2 separate regions of the Zea mays genome follow, and region 1 is linked to region 2. A link is a contact called in public Hi-C data. All regions are on one chromosome and are shown on one strand. The core of a region is the stretch at or near the end of the contact, and the rest is flanking DNA. Distances in the headings are between cores, read along the strand shown.

What was found. Hi-C and Micro-C count contacts between places; a contact is called where the count stands out from the background.
Region 1: a contact with region 2 is called in a Hi-C map of leaf, with 4 times the contacts expected there. The contact joins the promoter of LOC103645796 here to the promoter of LOC100281830 in region 2. A contact is called at or near these places in 2 of 25 Hi-C or Micro-C datasets (both in leaf).

The regions. Positions count from the first base shown.
Region 1 is chr2:3,328,784-3,334,073 of Zm-B73-REFERENCE-NAM-5.0, forward strand. It overlaps LOC103645796 (kinesin-like protein KIN-14I), which reads left to right and starts at 1,628. Exons shown (of 23, transcript XM_020548072.2): 1 at 1,628-2,414; 2 at 2,872-2,944; 3 at 3,936-4,067; 4 at 4,369-4,598; 5 at 4,673-5,000. The coding sequence starts at 2,239.
Region 2 is chr2:3,058,959-3,065,036 of Zm-B73-REFERENCE-NAM-5.0, forward strand. It overlaps LOC100281830 (ubiquitin-conjugating enzyme E2-17 kDa), which reads left to right and starts at 3,526. Exons shown (of 5, transcript NM_001154750.1): 1 at 3,526-3,650; 2 at 3,743-3,822; 3 at 5,059-5,186; 4 at 5,321-5,425; 5 at 5,741-6,078. The coding sequence starts at 3,753. The coding sequence ends at 5,884.

The DNA.
Region 1 (5,290 bases), core at 378-2,877, 270 kb after region 2:
ATATGACATATGAGCCATCCGGATTTAATATATTATCATAAATTCTTATTTTTCAATTTTTATCTATGATATGTTGTTTGGTGCTAAAATTATCATTTGATGCTGGTATAATGATAATTATTTTGAAATGTGATAAAATTGTTGTTTGGTGTTGAATGCTAAAATTGTAGTATAGGGTACGGGTACAGATTCATACCCACGAACGTTTATGCATACAGGTATAGGTTAAGTTTTGTCTCGCGTATATAGATTTACGAACTATATATCCGTATACTACCCGCCCAATTGCCATCCCTAGCCATGTCTAATGGACGACTATGGATTAGTGGGTAAGGTACCCAGTAAATATGGCAATGAGGACCCATTACGCGGTACACGGTGGATAATTACTCCATTAGAGGACTTATACTCACGGGTCTGTTAATAGGAGAAAAAGAGAAACTAACAGGTACGAGTACGTACTTATTAAACCCTACCCGTGTACAATTAGTATAAAGTACCCGGAATATAGCCAACAATTCTCTAAAAATTTATCTTAGTTCAATGAATTGTCTTGGGCTCCTAACCCCCGAGCGCAACTACATTCTACATAGGCCTTGGGTCAAGGCGGACCTAGAACAAATTGTAAAACGCTTCAAGCAATACTAAAACAATACTATAATCAACACTACACTGTACTATGGCTCTAGCATGAATCAGTATAACCCCGTATCAGATCCACCTTCGAGCCCTCGTGGCTCACCATTTAGAGCGAGTCCACGCTAGCACCCCTGCCGACCTGCCGAACACAAATGTTATTGTCCGCCGGTTTCCGAAACCACGACAGAAGGACATCCACATTTTCTATAATGTTTGAATGATAGTCACGCGCGAATAAGATAAACACCAAAGTAATTTTTAGTGATGGTATGGTCAAAAAAATCGAATGACCCCACTTCATCCTAGTTTATCCTCTAACCAAACACGTGACCCATCCAATCCCATACCATCCTGTGCCTGCCTACCCGCCGGACGGGTCCCCGCCCTCCGCTCGTGGCCCCGTTCTGCCTCATTAGTCATTCCAGTTCTAATCCCCAAAGTTATTTTTTTAACAGCAAAGGATACCCCCTATTTCATTAAGAAATAGGACCACAGTTTAACAGACTCCAACAGAACATACTACTTATTACAATACTTAGCTCATCAAGCTAACAGTCATACTCTAACTATCCATAACAGTTTTGGATCATAGTAGAGATCAGAAACCAAACAGACCTTCTAACCAGAATGTAAACACTCCCAATCACCCAAACAAGAAATTGGTAAGGGCCCACAGCTACCAGACCAATACAATCCTGAGAGAAACCAGACAAGCTAAAGAACAGAAATTGAACACCGGCAAGCATCCTTTCAGCATCCAGATCACATAACCAAAAAAACAACGCGCTCGGCATTAGAAACATAAGCGATTATTCATCAGCGTCCAGCCAAAATTTCTGTTGAAGATCTCTTTAACCGTTCGCTGAAAAATTCTACTAATCCGTTCCTTCCCAGACCCAGCAGCCCACGCCGGCGGCCGGCCTCCCAAAAATCATGAGCGCTTGCGCGGCAAGGAGGACACGGGGAGGGGGCAAAACAACAGCGGAACGGAAGGGGGGCCCACGGCGCCTGTTTTTGTTTAATCCGCTGGTACGGCAGCCTTCCGCCTCCGCCTCCGCCTCGCCATAGCAGTACCGCCCCCTCGTGAGCCCGCCTGCCCTCTCTCCTCCCTCCCTCTCCACACCTCGTCCCGTCGTCCCCCTCCTCGGCTCCGGATCTCGTCCTGCCGGCCGCGGCCGGACGAGGCGCCCGCGACCTGGTCCGAGCCTCCCTCTCCTCGCCGACCGTGCGCCTGTCGGGACTCACAGCCGACTTACTTATACCGCTCGCATTGCCGGGGGCTTGCTCCGTTTGTCCACCCGCTCGCCGCGCCGACTCGAGGGCGGTCCCGGTATCCGGAGCTCAGAGCTCGGACCTTCCAGGCGCCGCCTCCCCGTGGCGTTTTCGATCTGAGGCCGTGTCGCGGGATTGGCTTCGACGCTTGCGGCGGTGATGGCGATTGCGGACCTGCTGCTCGGCGGTGACCTGCTGCCGCTGGACGCGAGGACTCGATGGCCCTGAGGTTGATTGTGGCTTCGGGGAGGCTTTACTACTACTAGCTCGGTAGCTCGCTCCTGAGGAGGAGGAGGCGGAGGCGGAGGAGAAGTACAGCGCGTGAAGATGGCGGCCGGCGGGGCGGGGCCCGCGCAGCACCAGGCGCCGAACGGCGCCTCCGTCAGCATCAGCAACGGCGGCGGTGCCGCCGCCGCCACGCCGCCGCAAGGCTCGGCGGCCTCCACCGCCAACGGCGCCGCCGCCGACGGGTACGACAGCGACGGCTACAGCTTCGCGCCCCCGTGAGTCCCCACCTCCCTCCATTTCCTTCGCCGTCTCCTGCCGCTGCTTCGGGAACTTCCGAGTTGATTTCATGCTGTGCTATAATTGCCCGTGAGTTGAACTTTAGTCAACTTTAATTACCGGTTCGGATGGCTCTGCGTACGATGATTGCCAAAAGAGTTCCCTGCCTGCCTAGTGTAAAGTTGGGGGAAAAAGTCGGGCTGATGGCTAGGATTTGTAATTTGTTTAATTGCTGTATCGTGTTAATGTTGCTATAATTGGCTATGTGTGCTGTGCTCGTAATCCATGGCCTACCAACCCTACTTGTTAAGTGCGTCAGGTACCAATTTTTGTGCTAGTTGTTTTGTAGCGAAGACACCACACAGCGTACATTGTTTTCTTCTGTGCCACTGCCACATTCGTGTGCCAAGGTCGGATGTGATTCATATCTACTATCTGGGCTTACTGTTTTTGCAGTACACCGTCAACTTTGTCAATGTCCATACCTCCTGAGCTTGCTGGAGCTATTCCATTAATTGATCGATTTCAGGTACGTGACTACTACGTTGTAGCATCCTTACCAATGCGATCACTTTTTTTTTTTTGAAATGAAAGAATATCCAACACTGGTTGATTTGGAATTTTTTAACTTTAGCATCGAGACAAATGCATTATTCTTGTTTATGGTTTGCACGAAAGTCGAAAGGTACCCCTAGTTGTCAGTTTGGTGGAAACAAAAACGAGGTAGGGTGTTATGACCGGCCGCCACTACAGGCGCCGGACAACAGCAGAGGCGGCGGCCAATAATAGGCATGCAGATTAGTTAGATAAGGATTAGAATATTAAGGAGATAAGATTTGTTAGAGAGAAAAGAGGAGATCTCAGATTTGATCTCTTTAGATAAGGACTAGAAGGGAGTATAAATACTTGTAAGCACCACTCTATATGAATTAAGCAGAAAACTATTTAGTGTACTTCCTCCAAAGGAAGCAGACGTGTTTTCTTCTGCCAAAGCCGTTGTCCAGCGTCCGCCGAAGAACAGCACGGCCACGGCGCCCCTGCGCCAGCCCGCAACGCCTCATCCCTACAATATGTGCAGTCTCTCTGATAGGAGCTCTAATCCTATCATAAGGAAACTATACATCACTATGTTACAATTCAAATAGACTGTAACAAGCATAATGTCGATTAGTCCTACATAATCTCTACATAATGTTCTTTAGATATTGAGAGGTGAATGGAAAGTAAGAACAATCAGCACCACATTCAAGGTTAAGCGTTACATTCTCTTCTACATGCACAAAAATACGAAAACTGTACCCTGTATACTCTTACCATTCAATTGGTTAATTTACCATCATTTATCATTGTTACTGGCATTAGAGACAAGGAAATTCAATTAGGGAATACCAGCAGATACCGTAAGCATCATGCAGGCTAACCAAAATGTCCATTAGGGTTCTATAAAGTACAGTTATCGAATTTGATATTGTAAGAAATGCTCTGATTCCCACTCTGATACCAGTGCTTGAAAATAACAGGTCGAGGGTTTTCTCAAAGCAATGCAAAAGCAGATTCATTCAGCTGGAAAACGTGGATTTTTTTCTAAAAAGTCTGTTGGGCCACAAACTCGCGAGAAGTTCACTTTGGAAGATATGCTGTGCTTTCAAAAGGTGATGCTCTCAAATTTCATTCCATTTGTGAAGTTACGCTGCTGAAGGGCAGGCTTGGTGCGGTGGTGAGAGCTAGCAGCCTCTCCATATCTGTGGGAGGAAGGCTTGCCTCGGTTTATCCTTTCCCTAGACCCCAGTAGTCCCCGGGCACTGGGTCTGGCTTGTGAAGTTACACTGCTGCACTTGTTTCAACTTATCTTTCTTCTAAACTTCTATGGTAAAGCTTAAGGTCAATATCTCACATTAAATCACATCTATCATTTTGTTCTGCTAATTTGTTGATTCTTTTTATCTCCTGCAGGATTCTATTCCAACTTCATTACTAAAGATAAGCAATGACCTTGTAAGCCGCTCGATTAAGTTGTTCCATGTCATACTAAAGTACATGGGCATCGATTCACCAGCAATAATTAGTTTGGAGGAGAGAATAGAATTTGTTGAGAAGCTCTACAAGCATACGTTAAAGCGTTCTGAACTTCGAGATGAACTCTTTGCACAGATTTCAAAACAAACACGTAACAATCCTGATAGGTGAGTTGAGCTTCTCATGGATGGCAAGCATATGTGTATACCATTGTAGGAATTATATTTTATTGTACCTGCAGGGGTTGGTCAATAAGAGCTTGGGAGCTTATGTACCTGTGTGCATCATCCATGCCACCAAGCAAAGATATTGGGGCATACTTGTCTGAGTATATTCACTTTGTTGCCCATGGAGCCACAACTGATGCTGATGTTCGAGTTCTAGCACTGAACACACTAAATGCATTAAAACGATCAGTCAAGGCGGGTCCTAGGATTACAATTCCTGCATGGGAGGAAATAGAAGCTCTCTTAACAAGCCGGAAGCTTACAACAATTGTATTTTTCTTGGATGAAACATTTGAAGAGATCACCTATGACATGGCAACAACTGTTGCTGATGCTGTTGAGGTAAATGCATTTTCCCTTAGCTATTAGTTTTAGAATTGATATATGCTCAATACCTTCAAAAATCTTTTAGAAGAATGTAACATTGTTGTTGGAATTCAGCGATAACATATATAATATAAGTGGCTTGTGTGAAGTGCTTCTGAATATTGTGCTATTAATTAGGACGTGGTAAGCAAAAAATGCTCTATTGCTCTGTCATAGAATGCAGGCATATTTATACTAGCAGATGCAGTCTAAAATTTAAACTTTCCAAAGATGTTGTAACTTGTAGCTTGATGTTGTAAAGATGC
Region 2 (6,078 bases), core at 2,276-4,775:
AGCTTCTTTATAAATCTATACGAATTGGTGGAAATATTTAAGTGTTAAATGTGACATATGTTTAGATCATGATGTAATGGATCACGATGCTCGCTTGCATTTATCCGTGTTAAATTGTCTTATACAGATCGGTACAATGCTCAAAGCAGATCCAATGCAGCATAAGTATTTCTATCTCCGTCCAACAAAGTACGACATTTCAGTTTTGTTCTGAGTCGTATAATCAAAGTAAGGCATCTACAGAGAGAATCATTCTTATCTATGGCACCGAATAGAGTAACTAGCTAGAGAAATATATTCCATTATCTATCTAAAATGGTACGTATTTCTTTGCTATTATAAATTAGTTGTTGTTGGTCTCATCCCATGCAGATGCCTTGCGACCGAAGTTTGTCTCGTTTGGGTGGATGTATGTTACAATAAGTTTTTTCTCTGTACACAACTCGTGTCCACTTTTTTAATTTTCTTAGACAGCTTGTTTGAGGATCATCTTTTCCTTGCTTTTTTATATTATTCTAGATTTATTTGGATTGTCAGGCTTGTTCGATTAAGAGCGGATTGAAAAGGATCGAAGGAGATTGAATCCCTTGCTAGATCCCCTTCGCCCCATGCAATCGAACAAAGCTTTATTCGTTTTTAGCTTGTGTTATGAGGACTCTCATAATTATATCGTATAATTCTATTCTTAATAAAACCAGTAGTTGACCAAGGGGAGGCAAAGTGGATCATGCCCCACTCAATTTTTAAAACCTATTATATCTAATGTTCATTTATATAGAAAAACTAAAGTTTTGTGTGGGCTAAGACAGCCCGTCCTAGGCCTCCTCGTCTAGATCAGCTCAATTCTCCCTCTTCTCATCCACTAGCACTTCGTAGTGTCGCCGCACCTCCTCTGTCCGCGTCGGGCGAGGATGACGATCACGAGATCTGCTCGGATGATAGAAAGGAGGGGCGGAGGGTTTGCTACCTGGAGTAATCGAGCTTGGGTGTGGACTTCTTCTCGACGTCGAGGACAACAGTGTTCATGCCGCGGACGGTCTCAAGAGCGTACTCCACCTAGAAGATGTGGCCGCCATTGGCTGCGGGGCCGCCATGCCTCCAGTGGCGCTGCCCGACAAGGAGGCTGGGTATTTGGGGGATTATTGGCGAAGCATCATGGCTCCCGACGAAGCAGGGGCTGCGACTAGCGCGTTGGACGTTGCTGGGGGCTGTCTGATACTGGCGGTGGCTGCTGCCTGGGGGCAACGACAGAGCTCATGATCGTCGAGACCTTTGATACCAAATTGGTAGGAGCCACGTTCCCTATCCCGACAATATGTTTCCGTTGCAACGCACGGGTATCCACCTAGTTATAGTATATGACTGTATTAAAGTTTTGTAAAACATGCAAGAAAGCTTACAGACAAGGTGGTCCGATATTACAAGCTCTCTCTTCTTGATAGATTATATTTTTATGAGGATGGCCCCTCTTCTAAAGAACCAAAGTGAGATTTCTAACCTTAGAAGTAACATAAAAGTGAGTATTCAGTTCTATGATGAGAATGATTGCTGGAGAGAACAAATGTGTCATTGGTGGTAAGTGAACCACGCCTCTTTTATGCAACGTAAGAAACAGACTTGCTAATAAACTAAGGTCTAGCAAGGTGGTCTTGGACCTAGTCTCTAGTTAAATATAGTTTGCAGAGTTTTGACCATCTATTTTGCTATTGGATTATTGAACTCTAGTTACCTAAAATTGTTTCGGATTACATACTGGAATCGACTATAGAGTTATAGACCTATACGTAATTTATAGAAGACAAGTTTTATGTAATTTATTGTAGCAGTGTTCTTCTATATCCTAAACTTAATTTTAGGGTATTTTTAAATCAATTTATGGGAGATGTAATATAAGAAATCCGGTGAAAATGTAATAGAGGCATCAATTTGACAATCTGCAGTAACTGGACGGATGGACGATGTGTGGAAGGTAGAAAGGCAATTCAGGATGCAGGGATGCAATTGGCTGCCTCCTTTTCATCACTGACTGAGTTTTTGGCTTAGCCAATGGACTACATTTGGAAGCAGCCTAGTTAGAATTACTCATTATAAACTATTAGCAAAAAGGCCCTGATTAGAAAATAGGAACAATAATATATGAACAGGCTCGACTACTGCATACTGGCCTCAAATATTGCATCTCTGGAGTGTTCATATTCTCGGGATAGTACACCTACATTAATCAAAAAAGCCATTTCCTGCAGTCAGGGCCTGGAACTTAGTAAAGCAAGAGATGCATGTCTCGATGCTGTCAAGCAGGTGCAAGATCAGCCAGGAAGAGCATCTATTTTCTACAGCACCTCTGTTAAGTCCATTATTTATATAAAAAAATGACCGAGAAGCATACAGCTTTGCACTTCCACAGAGCTTGAGATGTGCCTCCGTGTAGTCATCAATGAAAGCCTTCTCATCCTATAATGAGACCAACAATTAGCATTCTCTTACATGTCTCCAAACTCTAGATGCATTGAACTGGAGGCATACCGCAACATATTTCTCACTTGGGAGCTGAAGAAGGCCCTCGTCACCACTCACAAGTTCCCAATAAAAATATCGGATAAATAATTAGGTCCGGGAGGGTTTCACTTTAAAAATTGTAGCTTCAGTTTTACAGTTTCACAGTGAAACAATTTCAATAGATTGGTGAGGCGGGGTTCAAGAGTATTTGACTTGCACATAGACTATAGCTTCTATAGTATAATTAATTTTTATGATTTTTTTTTAATTACCCTTAATGACTAGTGGGTGGAGAAAGAGATCTAAATCCGTAAGTAATGTAACCAATGACATGGTGGATATTTTTTGTGCAAATTCACGGGGATATATGAAAACAATGTTTTTTAGCACCCTTTGAGAAGCTTCAAAAATTTCATAAAATTGATCTTTAGTTTTAGTTTTTTTTTTAACTAGAGCTCGTAGAGCTGTACCTGTTTAGATAGAATAAGCTGAAATAGATTTGAAATTATTGAAATAAAGCTCTTCCAAATAGGACCTTAGTGTCCAATGACATTCAACTGCCTAGATGAGATAACAAAGGTAGTTACAAAGCATCTCTTAATTAATTATAATTACTTCATTAAGCAAGCTATAGACTCACTTGAAGTAAGAGCTGTCAAAGACCAAAGGCGAGTCGGAGGTCGGTGGTTCTGGAGGAGGGTTTGGCGCTGCAACTTGCGAGACGAGAGCGACAGAGCGATCTAGCCGTGAAATTGCAATCTGACGGTGGGAGTTATTTCTACTAACGTGGCCATCCGCAGGAGCAGAGAATCTCACTCACTTTTATTAATAAAAAATAAAATAAAATAAATAAAAGGGATTTTCCACCCCTTCTCTTCCGCACACAAAAGAAACCCGGAAAAGCAGACCCCCCACTGTTCGCGTCCCGCGTAAGCATCACGCGAGTTGTCGGCGCCGGCGGATCCGTGATCGGACGGCCCATATCCGTCCGTTGCCCTTTAAAGTGTCCCATGGGCACATCTAGGACCCGGCCCAAATCCCCCGACTCCTCGCTTCCTCCCGTTCCGTCGCCGCCGCGCGCCTCGGAGAAGAGATAGAGGCGGCCGCTGCATCGACCCCGCGCCACCCCCGCCTGCCTCCCCCGGCACCGATCGGTACGGCCACCTCCCTCGATTCGATTGGCTCTAACTACGGAACCCTACCCTAGGTTCGATTTGATCTGTGGATTTTGGGGGATTTTGTTTAGGGTTTGATCGATGGCGTCGAAGAGGATCCTGAAGGAGTTGAAGGACCTGCAGAAGGACCCGCCCACCTCCTGCAGCGCAGGTGATTTACTCTCTAGCGCTCTGGTTTGTGTCCAGATCTTGCGGAATTGTGTTGCGATGCGCCCGTCGTCCGTGTGTGCTTGAGTTGTAGGTTGGTGTCTGTGTCCTCGGATTATGATTAATGCGGTTAGACCTCTAGTTAATTGTATCGGTCGCATGCTAATTTTCTCGAGTACCCTGATGTGGTTATTTTATTACGTTTGTTTTAATATTCTGCGTGGTTGATTCAGAACTACTTGGCTGTGCCTACATGTTCCACACTTCCACAGCACTGAGTTGAAATCTAACATAAGCAAGTCAAGGTCCAGACACGTTTAACTATTTTCTATGCATATATTTTGTACTTTAAAGTCTTCTTTTTTACTTTTAAGTCTTCTTTTACTGTCTCTTTTCATGTTAACTTCAGCCTCTCTTCCTATTACTATCTCTTTTTATGATGCTATTATGATGTACCCAGAGAGATCTCCGCTGCACATGTCCAAACCATCTTAACTGGTTAACAAACCTTTTTTTTTTCAACCGGTGCTATTACTAGCCTATCATATATAGTATCGTTTTGGGTTTTCATCTCTTCTTGTATGGCCATAAATCTGAGGCAACACAGGCAAATATTCTGTACATACAACATGCAGGTCTAATTGTTGTTGTTTTTAAATTTGTCTTTTAGCTTCTGTGGTACCCTCGTCACATAGAATGCCATATGCTTGAAGCCGCTTCATTTATGCTGCTTCGGTTTTATGGCTAACATCTTCATTAGTCTCCTCTTCTCAGTAGCATTGATCCTAAATACCGAAAGATATTCTTCCTGGACACTACTTGACCTTCCAAACTAACTGCCTTTTCATCTGTAGTAGTGCTGAAGTCGCATCTTATCTATTCGGTTTTAGTTAGTAATTTTAAAACTTTGGGCTCCACTTGGTTCATGTATAGTAGAATCAACCGTCAGTTAAAATAAACACAAGGGGTCTTCCCATGACATGATTTGTTAGCAAGGATGTCCATTGAGGTTGTGATGCACCTTACATTTGTTTTATTCATGTATAACTTTGTAAGCATACTGATGTCTTTTATTTGGTCTGATATGGATATTGCATATGTGTTGGTAACTTGGTATTGTTGAAATGTTTGTTCTATATGATCCAATCATATTCTAAAGCCACCATTGAGTCTCGATTTGTTTTACTTAACATTTGTAGTCACCTATCTGTGTGTTGCACTAACTATTCTTAATTGTCAGGTCCTGTTGGTGAGGACATGTTCCATTGGCAAGCGACCATCATGGGGCCTTCGGACAGCCCATTTGCAGGTGGGGTATTCTTGGTGAACATTCACTTCCCACCGGATTACCCTTTCAAGCCACCAAAGGTATTTTCTCTAATTTTTGATTTCTAATGCCACCTCTACCTGTATATTTAGATTCCTAGAGTTACAATTGTGCATATGGTAACTTTTGAAACAGTTACAATGTTTTAATGTGAAGATGATATGCTTATCTGCAGGTGTCTTTCCGCACCAAGGTTTTCCACCCGAACATCAACAGCAACGGCAGCATTTGCCTTGACATTCTTAAGGAACAGTGGAGTCCTGCTTTAACTATCTCAAAGGTAAATTGTCTACATTGTTTATATTGTGAGTTCTGGCTGCACTCTGATCCACCTGAATCCTCCGAGGTTTTGAGGCCTTACTTTTGGCTCCACCCCAACAAAGGTGGATTGAGATGGATTTGGGTGTAGCCAAACAAGAACTGAGACGGATAGTGGATTGCAACCAAACAAGTTCTTGGCATTTTTCGGACTAATTTTCTTTACTCCATGAGGAGTTGTGGTTAGCTAATATGATATTGTGGTTATGTTCCTTGAGAACAGTATGTTCAAGATAGTTTTGTCTGTTTACTGATCTGTTCTGTTCTGTATTAACAGGTTCTCCTGTCAATCTGCTCACTGCTCACGGACCCAAACCCTGATGATCCTCTTGTCCCTGAGATTGCTCACATGTACAAGACCGACAGGGCCAAGTATGAGTCCACCGCACGCTCCTGGACACAGAAGTATGCCATGGGCTAGAAGCAAGGCTAAAAGCTGGCCAAACTGGTGAATGTGCCGGACCCCAAATCGTTATCACCTAAATAACCAGTCAAGTCGCAAGTATGAATGGACTTTTGAGGACCATTGTGCCCTGTTGAACTCATGTATTACCTTGTGAAGTCCGTTGTGTCTGGTTTCTACCTGACCGTTTCGTTATCTGATGCTGTTTCTTT